Linked DNA regions of Oncorhynchus mykiss: region 2 is linked to region 1. The links are chromatin contacts, called in public Hi-C maps. All regions are on one chromosome and are shown on one strand. The core of a region is the stretch at or near the end of the contact, and the rest is flanking DNA. Distances in the headings are between cores, read along the strand shown.

Region 1 (6,078 bases), core at 3,420-5,919:
CTACTGATTCAGGGGTTTTTCTTTATTTGTACAACTTTATACATTGTACACATCAAAACTATGAAATAACACATGGAATCATGTAATAACCAAAAAAGGTTTAAACAAATCAAAGTATATTTTATATTTGAGATTCTTCAAATAGCCACCCTTTGCCTTGACAGCTTTGCAAACGCTTGGTATTCTCTCAACCAGCTTCATGAGGTAGTCGTCTGGAATGCATTACAATTAACAGGTGTGCCTTCTTAAAACTGAATTTGTGGAATGTCTTTCCTCAATGCATTTGAGCCAGTTGTGTTGCAACAAGGTAGGGGTGGTATACAGAAGAAAGCCCTATTTGGTAAAAGACCAAGTCCATATTATGGCAAGAACTGCTCAAATAAGTAAAGAGAAACGATAGTTCATCATTACTTGAAGACATGAAGGTCAGTCAATCAGGATAACATTGGGGAAAAAATAACTTTGAAAGTTTCTTCAAGTGCAGTCGCAAAAACCATCAAGCGCTATGATGAAACTGGCTCTCATGAGGACCGCCACAGGAATGGAAGACACAGAGTTACCTCTGCTGCAGAGGATAAGTTCATTAGAGTTACCAGCCCAAATAAATGCTTCACAAACTGCAAGTAACATCTCAACATCAACTGTTCAGAAGAGACTACGTGAATCAGACCTTCATGGTCAAATTGCTGCAAAGAAACCACTACTAATGGACACCAACAAAAAGAGACTTGCTTGTGCCAAGAAACACGAGCAATGGACATTAGACCGGTGGAAATGTGTCCTTTGGTCTGGAGTCCAAATTAGAGATTTTTGGTTCCAAGCGCCATGTCTTTGTTAGACGTGGTGTGGGTGAACGGATGATCTCTGCATGTGTATTTCCCACCGTAAAGCATGGAGGTGGTGGTGATATGGTGTAGGGGTGCTTGCTGGTGACACTGTGATTTATTTAGAAGTCAAGGTACACTTAACCAGCATGTCTACCACAGCATTCTGCAGCGATACGTCATCCAATCTGGTTTGGGCTTAGTGGGATGATCATTTTTTCCCCTACATGACAATGACCCAACACATCTCCAGGCTGTGTAAGGGCTATTTGACCAAGAAGGAGTGTGATGGAGTGCCGCATCAGGTGACCTGGCCACCACAATCCATCGACATCAACCAAATTGAGATGGTTTGGGATGAGTCGGACCGCAGAGTGAAGGAAAAGCAGCCGACAAGTGCTCAGAATATGTGGGAACTCCTTCAAGACTTTTGGGAAAGCATTCCAGGTGAAGCTGGTTGAGAGAATGCCAAGAGTGTGCAAAGCTGCCATCAAAGCAAAAGATGGCTATTTGAAACAACTCAATATTTTGATTTGTTGAACACTTTTTTTTACTCAATGATTCCATGTGTTATTTCATAGTTTTGAAATCTTCACTATTATCCTATAATGTAGAAAAGTTACAATAAAGTAAAATCCTTGAATGAGTAGGTATTCTAAAACTTTTGAATGGTTGTGTAGGTGCCGGTGCTCATTTTGGGTGCTGGTAATGTTTATATTTAGGTGCAGGAGCTCCACAATACTTTAGAGATAATATTCTATAAGAGGAACAGGCGCTTAAGCAGTATAATATTTGAGGAGCCGGTTCTCAGCTCCAGTGAGCTCCTGCCCAAGTCAAGAAGTGCTTACTACAAACCATTCCACAGCATTTACATTTTAGTAATTTAGCCGTCTCTAATCATGTGGCTTACAGGAGCAATTGGGGTTAAGTGCCTTGCTCAAGTGCACAGCGGCAAATATTTAACCGAGTCGGTTCAGAGATTCAAAACGTTTAACAGCTAGGCTACCTGCCGCCCCATTAGTTTTTCTTGTTACTCCACTGGTCACATTTCACGTCTCCTGCTTACGGCAACTGTACCTAGGGATGTTGTTTTTGGGGTCCTCGCTGTCATTAGCCAGCCCTCCAAATAGGAAGCACTTGTTGCCCACCAGAGAGAAACTGTGACCAAGTCGAGCACAGGGAGGTGGGCCATTTTTGGGAGACTTAGCTTTCAACTTTTTCCATTCCCATCTGCTGGCCTGAACAAGAAAAAGCATACAAGAAAAAATGCAAAAGACGATAGATAGCATGCTGTAATCCAGTAAACATAATAATCTATTCATAAGTACTTAAAGACAGCCATTTTAGCTCTGGTTTTATTGCTACCAATGTTTAGAGTGAGAGTGTGCTGTAAGCATTCTATTACCTGTAGCTCATAGAGATCGTTGCTGTATTTTCCATATTCCACCATTCCACCAAAAACCAGAAGCCGGGTGCCATCACAAACAAAACCGTATGCAGCACATCCAGGGGGAATATCACCACGAACCGCTGGGATAAACCATTGGTTTGTTGCTAGATTAAATTAAGTAGAGGTTAGTCTGTGTGTGACAGTGTTAGGTGGTCAAGTGCTAGGTTGGCCTATGATGTGAGGTGTGAAGCGAATGCTCTTTTGAGTAAATATTTACTTGAGCACGATCCAAGCATCTCTGACAAATGCAGCCTGCATCTTCAGGCCAGGTCTGTCACCTGAGAAGTGCATGTTGTATATTCTATACATTGTACTTATATCTGAAATAACCCAAAGATGAAAAACAACAACTGAAATGTCAATTGTAATATAATTTCTCCCTCATAAAAACTAAACATAGACAACAAGAATAATGTTTGGCTGTACAAATTGACTACATGAGTCACACTATCATAAAACATGGGAATTGCTGCAATCAACTGTCTTTCTTGTGAACAAAATGTTCAAATAGTCCTAACTAACTTTCCTACTCAGGAAAATATCAGTAGTCATGTGAACAGAAATTGCGTGCATCCATTACAACATGCACATGTGATACAGCATAATTTAGTGTTCATAACAATACTCCTGTCGTCCATTTTATTTTAGCGCGCCATTTTTATTTGTGCGCTTTCAGTTCTGTACCACCAGACGGCGACAGTTTCTCAGGTAATATGTCAGGCTACATTTCCCGCTAAATTATCTTACCTGTGTTGTAGACATGCAATTCATCCACAATTCCTTCATTTCCTCCTCCAAAAACCACCATCAATTCCTTTATAGCAACGGCTCTGTGACCATGTCTTGGCCGAGGCACAGGCCCAGACCATCCTAGAACCCGCTTCCATCGTGGCTGCAGAGTTGAGCCTGTGGTCCCAGACACCATTGAACCAGGAAATGTCATGTCCTCTTCAGATGGGAAAAAAATAGAGCTAAAAGAGCATTCCAAAACAATATTGACAAGTTCTGATCAGGTCTATTGTTGAAGTGAAGCCAAAACACATTTTGCAAAGTGAAGACTGCACGTGCAATCGATTGCTGGGACCAAAACCGATGCATGTGAAAAATAATATTGTAATTGTAAACTCCAGGGAAGCAGCCATTTTTACTAACGCTTCACAAAAAGGAAAAGCCGGCTATTATTACCACAATAATAACTAAATATACTTATAAATATGTATTCGACACCAGAACTCAACCTGTAACAAAGGTGTATTGTATTTCCTTCTAAATGTCATGTTTTTTGCCGTAGCATTTTGCAGTTAAAACTCTGAAGTAATCAGAGTGCCACTCCATGGGAGCCGCCATCTTGTAACAACCAAACAAACCTCCGCCAGTCTGAAAAATGGCGGAAGAGAATACAAATGAAAAAGACAAATAATACCGGTGTTAGATTAAACCTTAATTTAGCTACTGCTTCACCAAGAACGTACACCAGCCATGTCCCACTAAAGCCATATTGGTAAATCTGTGGATGAAGTCTACCACAATTAAATACTCGTAAAGCATTTGTAATTAGACCCCTGTTTACTGTGGATTGCTATTTTCATGCTTCTCTGGGAGTCGCCATATTGACACATTCATTCAATCTGTCGCCGCTTCTGCTTCACATTAACATTATATACACCTTTAAATAGGAATCGAATACAAGTCAGATGCACACCATCACTTGAAATTGGGAATTTTCGCAACACAACAATTACAAAACCGCGCATCCACAATAGAGTAATGGCTAACTAGCTAGGTTAACGTAGCCAGCTGGCTAACAATGCTAGCTTGCGAGGAAACGGTACTAGTACAGCGTCATGCACCGATTACATGCAATTCAGTTAGATAAATATACATGTATTATATAGCCAGTGTAATTAAATTCAACATATATCGTATTCAAATAAGCCGAATTATATTCAATATCATACAACGTGTTGTCATTTATCATGCCGTGTCTGAAATCGGCCTACATTTAAGCTCCCTCAAGAAAAATGGCCGAGCAGTCTGCCACAACAAAACCCCTATAGTCACAAAACCTGATGTCCATAATACGAATTACTTACTTCGTTCGACGCACTATTTCCAATGAGATGATTTCAGGGTCTATTCTTGAATCACTAGTCCAAGTTCATTCGATTTGTGATTAAGTATTCCCTCTCATGCCTGCCTGGAAGCTGCCATCTTCTTGACAACCAAAAGTGGAGGAAAATACAGCGATTTGGCGTCACCCACAACAAACATGGCGACTGGTATAGAACCTGTATCAATTAATGCATATTAGAGTAAACTAACCGTGCATTTTCAATTCAAAACAACCTACACCATTTCGTTTGAGATATTTGAAATGGACATTTACATTTAGACATTGAAACATTTTCTTTAGCTCGTTGGAAGTTATCATACTTGCACAGGCTACATTGTCCCCTACTAAAGATGGCGGCCTACACAACAAACTCATTGCAGATTTCTCTCAGTTTAGTACACGATTAAATAAATATAAGATATGTGCTATTGGTGTTCCCTAAATTACGTATAACAAAACACAAAATCAACTGTGCATTATGAACATTTTATTTTTGGGGACTATACAGTACCATTCAACAACCCAGTGGATGCTAATTGCCATGTACCCCCCACACTTTCAATAAGTGACAAAGCCATGGCGCATTTCCAGGCAGGGTTTACCCAAAGTGGGCCACTGGCACTTTTCAGCGTTCATATACACAGGCTAAAATAGTGGTTAACTAATACCCACCTCACAATGCAACTTGTTTGATTATGCAGAGCTCTTCACAAGTCCTCACTGTCAGCCCTAGCTATGGAAACACAATTTCCTTAGTACAGTACAGTGGCGACTCGTCAGGTGGGGCTCTGTTTGGTGGGGCTCTGTTTGGGGCCCCACCTGTTTAGCTAAAGAAAGGCTCAGCTTGAGTCAGCAGCTTGAGCACACACTTCCTACCAAGCTCTGCATACCAACTTTTGAAAGATAGTGAATGTGTATTATTTTGAACTACCAAATTAATACGTTGTTTGCTAAAAACACCAGGTTATTGATAATTTGTATTATATTTTCCTAAATTTAACAGAGTGCCGACAGAAAGAGATATCTTTTGGCTACCTCCTCAGCTAGCAATGCTCAGGCATCATCCAATGTTGTTACACAGGAGGCAAAATATTGATTGACAACTGCCACAACTATACTGGCCTGGCAGACTCTATGACAGAGATGCCATAGAGAAAATGCTCGGCGACAACGTAACTAAAATCGAAAGCTTAGCAAAAACTGTTGCCTTTGCATGCATGGAAATCAAGGATGTTAATAAGAAGAAGGTCGCCCACATCGAAAAGCGAGTTGAAAAGGAGGAGGGAAAGATGGTCTTGTGTCAAAGAAGAATCGCGGAACTTGGAAGCTACTCCAGAAGGTGGAATCTGAGACTGTAGGGAGTTCCCAAGGCAGATGAGGAGAATGTGCGGCAAGAGATCATCAAAGTCTGCCGAGCTATCCTACCTGAGGAGAAGGCTAAGCTAACAGATGTTGTCGACACTGTACATCGCCTCGGCACGAGAAGGCAGGGTGACTCCATGCCCAGAGGTTTCATTCTCCAGTTCACATCACGGTTCTACAAGGATGCCACTTGGAAAGCAGCCAAGAAATCTACCTTCGTCCACGACAACAACCTGCGGTTTGCTGAAGACCTCTCGAAAGCAGACAGAGAAAGGAGAGAGAAACTGTGGCCAGCTGTGGGAAAAGATGAGAAAACGGCTTACTTTATC
Region 2 (6,528 bases), core at 2,747-5,246, 130 kb after region 1:
CCGTACTGTAGGTGGCGGCAATACACAAATAGGTGTAGTCTGCCATAAGAAGAAGAAAGGTTGGTCAGAGTGTTGTTCAACTGTTGCGGGAAACTGAAATGCTGATTGTGAAGAAGGTGGATTTTATGGTGTTTATTGTGCACGTGGTTAATTGGATTGCACAAATGAACAAAAGGTCCAAGAAACTGGACATAATAGTATCTGTGGCTGAAAGGTTTTTGGGTTTCCAGGATTTTACAGCCAAAACATTGCAAAGAATACTGTCTTTCTTCTCAGGCCTGTAGGGAGGGGCATTGGTAGTTGAATCTGAATAAAGGAGTACATTGAGTTGTATTTTTGTTTATTTAGTTTAGTTTTATTTAGTTAATTATTTGTCTTATATATAACCAAAACAGCATGCAACTATACACAGCATTTGTTTGTGGACCAGCATAATATCAGAAAAGAAGACCCATTACAGGAGTTGGCTGTAATACACCAATAGGTGTAGTCTGCCATAAAACTTTAAAGAGGCAGGTGTGTTTTGCTGCCACTGCTCTTCCTCAACAACAAAAAATGTCCTCTGTGTCATCACAACTTTTGGAGATATTTCAACAAAACGATTTTATGGTAAGTTGATCTAAATTTTGACAAAGTTGTAGATATATTCCAATGAAGTTAACGTATATCTATAATTATTTTTTACATATACAGGTAGGAAAGCCTTAAGAGAAATAATCCACTTGTTGATAATTTGTTGTTAAAATGTTGATAATATTTTGTTAACGTTAATATGTTGGATGAGTGTGTTGGGGGCAACTCTTCCCTCCTTACTTGGGGGTAACTGGCCCCTGCGGGCTAGTTACCCCTTTATGATTATGGATGTGTTTCTACCTGTCATTTAGACAATGACTAGCCCAGTTAGAGCTAGTTTATAATAACTTGCTAGCTAGTAACCTCATTGGCAGTAAATGCTAGCCTGCTAGCTAGTTAGAATAAGCTGCTAGGAGTGCTAGCTAGCAACCTTATTACCAGATCGTCTTATTGTAAAATACATTAAAAAGATAACATAACTTAATTGCAGTTGTAAATGTTTCCACTAGTGACTGATAGATTTACAGATAAAATTACTTTATAGCCTTTTAGCTATTTTACACAGCATTTTATGCCATATAGTTAGATAGCTAACTATGTTTTTAAGAGAGAGCTTGACAATTGGTATCTCTCCTCCCCCTGTTTTCAGTCACAGGATTAGGTGTGAGCAGTGCAGGAGGTGGGCTCATGAGTTGTGCTACAATTTTACTGGGGGTAGCTTTATTTGGGCGCAGTGGTCTAAGGCACTGCATCTCAGTGCATCTCAGTGCTAGAGGCGTCACAACAGACACTGGTTCGATACCGGGCTGTATCACAACCGGCCGTGATCAGGAGTCCCATAGGGCGGAGCACAATCGGCCCAGCATTGTCCGGGTTAGGGGAGGGTTTGGCCCGGGGTAGGCCATCATTGTAAAATAATTATTTGTTATTAGCTAACTTGCTTAGTTAAATAAAGAAATATAAAAATATCCAATTTGTATCCTACAGTGCATTTGGAAATTATTCAGACCCCTTATTCTTTGTTATGTTACAGCCTTATTCTAAAATTGATTAAATAAATTGTTTCCTCATCAATCTACACACAATACCCCATAATGACAAAGCGCAAACAGGTTTTAATACGTTTTCTGGAAATGTATTCAAAATAAAAACAGAAATACCTTATTTACATAAGTATTTAGACTCTTTGTTATGAGCCTCAAAATTGAGCTCAGGTGCATCCTGTTTCCATTGATCATCCTTGAGATCTTTCTACAACTTGATTGGAGTCCATCTGTGGTGCATTCAATTGATTGGACCTGATTTGGAAATGCACACACCTGTCTATATAAGTTCCCACAGTTCACAGTGCATGTCAGAGCAAAAACCAAGTCATGAAGTCGAAGGAATTGTCGAGGCACACATCTGGGGAAGGGTACCAAACATTTGTACAGCATTGAAAGTCCCAAAGTCCCAGTTAGTAACTCTTCCTAGAGCTGGCCGCCCAGCTAAACTGAGTAATCGGGGGAGAAGGACCTTGGTCAGGGAGGTGACCAAGAACCCGATGGTCACTCTGACAGAGCTCTGGAGTTCCTCTGTGAAAATCTATGCAAACACTGTACATAGATTTTTCTATTGTGTTATTGACTGTACGTTTGTTTGTGTAACTCTGTTTCTTTTTGTCGCACTGCTTTGCTTGATCTTGGCCAGGTCGCAGTTGTAAATGAGAACTTGTTCTCAACTGGCCTACCTGGTTAAATAAAGGTTAAATAAAAATTAAATAGAAAAAGATGGGAGAACCTTTCAAAGGACAAACATACCGGGCCTTTATGGTAGAGAGGCCAGATGTAAGCCACAGCTCGCTTGGAGTTTGCCAAAAGGCACCTAAAGAATCTCAGACCATGAGAAACAAGATTCTCTGGCCTGAAGAAACCAAGATTGAACCCTTTGGCCTGAATCCCAAGCGTCACGTCTGGAGAACCTGTCACGGTCCCTATGGTGAAGCATGGTGGTGGCATGTCAGGATCGAGGGAAAGATGAACGGAGCAAAGTACAGACAGATCCTCAAAGAAAACCTGCTCCAGAACGCTCAGGACCTCAGACTGACACGAAGGTTCACCTTCCAACAGGACAATGACCTTAAGCACACAGCCAAGATTATACAGGAGTGGCTTCGGGACAAGTCTCTGAATGTCCTTGAGTGGCCCAGCCAGAGCCCGGACTTGAACCCGATCGAACATCTCTGGAGAGACCTGAGAAAAGCTGTGCAGCGAGGCTTCCCATCCAACCTGACAGAGCTTTAAAGGATCTGCAGAAAAGAATGTGAGAAACTCCCAAAATACAGGTGTGCCAAGCTTGTAGCATCATACCCAAGGAGACTCGAGGCTGTAATCGCTGCCAAAGGTACTTCAACAAAGTACTGAGTAATGTGTCTGAATACTTATGTAAATGTGATATTTAAGTTTTTTTTATTTTATAGATTTGCTAAAATATCTCAAAAACTTTTTTTGCTTCGTCATTATGGGGTATTGTGTGTAGATTGATGAGGAAAAAGTATATTTGATCCATTTTAGAATAAGGCTGTAACATAACAAAATGTGGAAAATGTCAAGAGGTCTGAATACTTTCCGAATGCACTGTATGTACAAATTACAATAATGCAATAGCAGAGCATAAGAGAGTATCCACATCAATGTTACACTGTTATTGTTATGAAATGTTATATTACAATGTTATTTATTGTTATTAGTGATATTCCACTCAAATTGTATATTCCAATGAATCTTTTGTTTATGAATTAAAAACAACTGTTGATAACCTTTTGCTCCTGAATGTCATTTTAAAGATTGCTGGGATTTAAAATCTTGCATTATTCACATACTTAGTGCAATTGTACATAATGGACTGTATGTAAAAGGAACAACAAAGAAAGAACAAAGAAAATTCATATTAAGTTAAAAAGAGGGACTAATTTTATATATCTGAGCCTCTCTTGCCTCTCTCTGCACCTGGCATCCACCAAACTGCATTTGGTGGATGCCAGGTGCAGAGAGAGGCAAGAGAGGCTCAGATATATAAAATTAGTCATGATGTATCAATACAGAGGCTGTAAAACAGATTGGTGGAACTACAGTGTGGAATGATGGCGCTGCTATGGCTGCTCTAGTAGTAAGTGGACCTAATGTCGGGGCTGGTGTTTCTGCTGGCCCTGGCATGGTTTCGAGGCCTCTTCAGGAATTTTGCGCTCATGAATGTGTGGTGTCAAAGGACTTCATAGCTTTTATTGGTAAGGTTACCAATACGACTCGGGGGATTTATTTGTTTTGTTATTTTCATGGTCGTACAGAATTGGGCAGATCATTAGTAATCGTACATTCCAACACAGTAGGTGGCGGCATGCAATTAAACGATTGCTTGTGGACCGCCATGATAGCATGGAATACAACTTTAAAGAAGAAGAATGTTTGGTCCAACATCCGAGTTCAGCCGATTATTTGATTTCCGGCGTCGTCAACACAGATTGCGACCCTGAGCAGTTATTTAGCTAGGTACTATCGTTGAAGTTTGATCGAGGATTGCAAATACATCACAAATGGTACCGTTAGTTAGCTAAATTAATGAAAATACATGCGTTTTGGTTTGTGTGAATTTCATGGTTAGTTGCCTAACATAGCAATTGTCTAGATTAGTGTCTTCGCATTTGCTAAACCGGCTAATGCTAGCCAACACTTTTAGCAAGCTAACGGTAGCTAGCCAGTCGCAATGGAAATGCAACAGCTTGCCGACTCTTTTCAGACTTTTAGCTTGTTACCGTTTGTTAGTTAAGCATTCGCTATCTGTTTTATGTCTCAGGGTATAGCTAGCGAAGTAGCCATCTGGAATAGCGAGATATAGCTAGCGAAGTTGCCATCTGGAATGCGAAATCATTTTTTTTTAACCAACAATAGATTGTATAGTTTGGGCAGACTAGTATGTCCGACTCGACGTAGAATAGACCGTAGTATAATAACTTTAGATATTAATGTTTGCCATCCGATTAGTTGTTTTCGACATAATAATGATGATTAGCCGATCAGATCGAACCTCCAGCGGCATAACGTTACCGAAGTACTGTAACTAGCTTGTACTCTGGAGATCGAGCCTACAGTCCATTGAAATCATGGTACATTTATTTTCAACCAACCTTTATTTGGCTATACTTACACTGGCGTGTCCAGTTCCATGGGTAACTCCAAAAGCTAGAGAATATTAAATCCACTATTTTGTATCGAGTTAGAAATGGCTTGTTGCATGTGTGTACATCTGTGTTTGGGTTGTATGCGAGATATCTGACAGCTAAAATGCTGAGGGAACTCCGTGCAAAAAGTGGATTTAATATTTTAATGAATATTCTCTGGTTATGAGTTCCATCTGCAAATGGAAACATATGTCTAAGACAGTGCCTAACAAATCGAGAATGAAAAAAGTATCGACAAGTAAAGGATGGTTGAAAATGAAACTGCTATGCTTTCAATGGATCCTCGGATCGACCTCCAATACAAGCAATATTCGTTATGGCGCTGTAGGTTGTCTGATTGGCTAGATGATGATTATCTTCCAGGACAGTGAAGTGTCAGACTTTGAGCCCGCACCAGGGCTTGAGAGCAGTATGGAGGGCGAGAATGCACCAGTGTACTGCATTTGTCGAAAACCTGACATCAATTGCTTCATGATGTGAGTTTAATCAGATGATCATAACAGCAACACCTTCAACACAAGTAATCATAACATGACCTTGAAATGTTACATAACCTTAATTTCATGGGGCTCATATCTGTGTTTTTCTTGTAGTGGTTGTGACAACTGTAATGAGTGGTTTCATGGTAACTGCATCAATCTCACAGAGAAGATGGCCAAAGCTATCAGGCAGTGGTACTGCCTGCGATGCCGAGGTGAGGTTTTTGTTTCCCATTCACTATCATCCACATGGGTATCAGTCACATGTGCTTACTAACCTTACATGATGTCTGTTGCTTTTGATTAGACAAAAACCCATCATTGGAGATAAAATACCGTCCAAAGAAGAGCCGTGAAAAGGAGGCAGAGGGCCAGAGAGAGCCAGAGAGAAAATTTGAAAGACAAAACAGCACTCCAGATTATAAATCTGAAAGGCGCCGTGGATCAAAGGTTCGTTATTTTACATCTAAATGTTATGTCCCCATTTTCCTTCAATGTATATCTAAAATTGTGTGTCTTTGGAACTATTCTGTTGGCAAACATATCTTTGTCTCTTGTTTGTCTCAGGTTAAGCGCTCTGCTCGTATGTGTGGAGAGTGCGAGCCCTGCTTGAGGACTGAGGACTGCGCCACATGCGACTTCTGCAAGGACATGAAGAAATTTGGGGGTCCCAACAAAATAAGACAGAAGTGTCGATTTAGGCAGTGTGACGTCCGAGCCAGGGTGAGTTCCTAATGAGACTAAGCCAACACTTTTTTTTGCTTACATCTTTTGAACGGGTGTAGTCTTGCAAACTGTGACACAATGCTGCTTATTCTCTGCAGAAAATGTTGCGTGTGAAGGATGAAGAGTTTAATTTGCGTGAAAGGCGGGATAATTCCTACCACCGGAGAAGACGATATTCAGACGACTACGATAGTGAGGCAGAACTCTATGAAAAGTACAAGGCAGCGGGATATGACGACAACATGGTATTGCAGTAGATGAGAAATATGGCTGAAGATTCTATCAATAACTATTTGAAATACATTCAAAATACAGATCCTTATTATTGTCCTACTGTTGATCTTACACTCCCATATCCACTTGTTCTTTAGCTTGAATAGCACTTTTTCAAGTATTTTGAATGTTTATCTTATTGTTTCTGTTCAACCCAGCCATGGCTCAGTGATGAGGATGACGGGCCTCCATTCAGCCCTGTCCTGCGAAAGAAAGCTGTGAAGGTCAAGCATGTGAAGAGACGGGAAAATAAATTTGACA

The links. Hi-C and Micro-C count contacts between places; a contact is called where the count stands out from the background.
Region 2: a contact with region 1 is called in a Hi-C map of liver, with 3 times the contacts expected there. The contact joins the promoter of cxxc1b here to the promoter of LOC110494567 in region 1. A contact is called at or near these places in 2 of 3 Hi-C or Micro-C datasets (blood and liver).

What each region holds. Positions count from the first base shown.
Region 1 is chr17:74,803,864-74,809,941 of USDA_OmykA_1.1, forward strand. LOC110494567 (host cell factor 1) reads right to left here and starts at 4,670. Exons shown (of 28, transcript XM_036950651.1): 1 at 4,368-4,670; 2 at 3,022-3,222; 3 at 2,230-2,378; 4 at 1,902-2,062. The coding sequence starts at 3,217.
Region 2 is chr17:74,933,772-74,940,299 of USDA_OmykA_1.1, forward strand. cxxc1b (CXXC-type zinc finger protein 1b) reads left to right here and starts at 3,997. Exons shown (of 14, transcript XM_021569751.2): 1 at 3,997-4,147; 2 at 5,153-5,265; 3 at 5,383-5,483; 4 at 5,576-5,718; 5 at 5,836-5,991; 6 at 6,093-6,239; 7 at 6,426-6,528. The coding sequence starts at 4,145.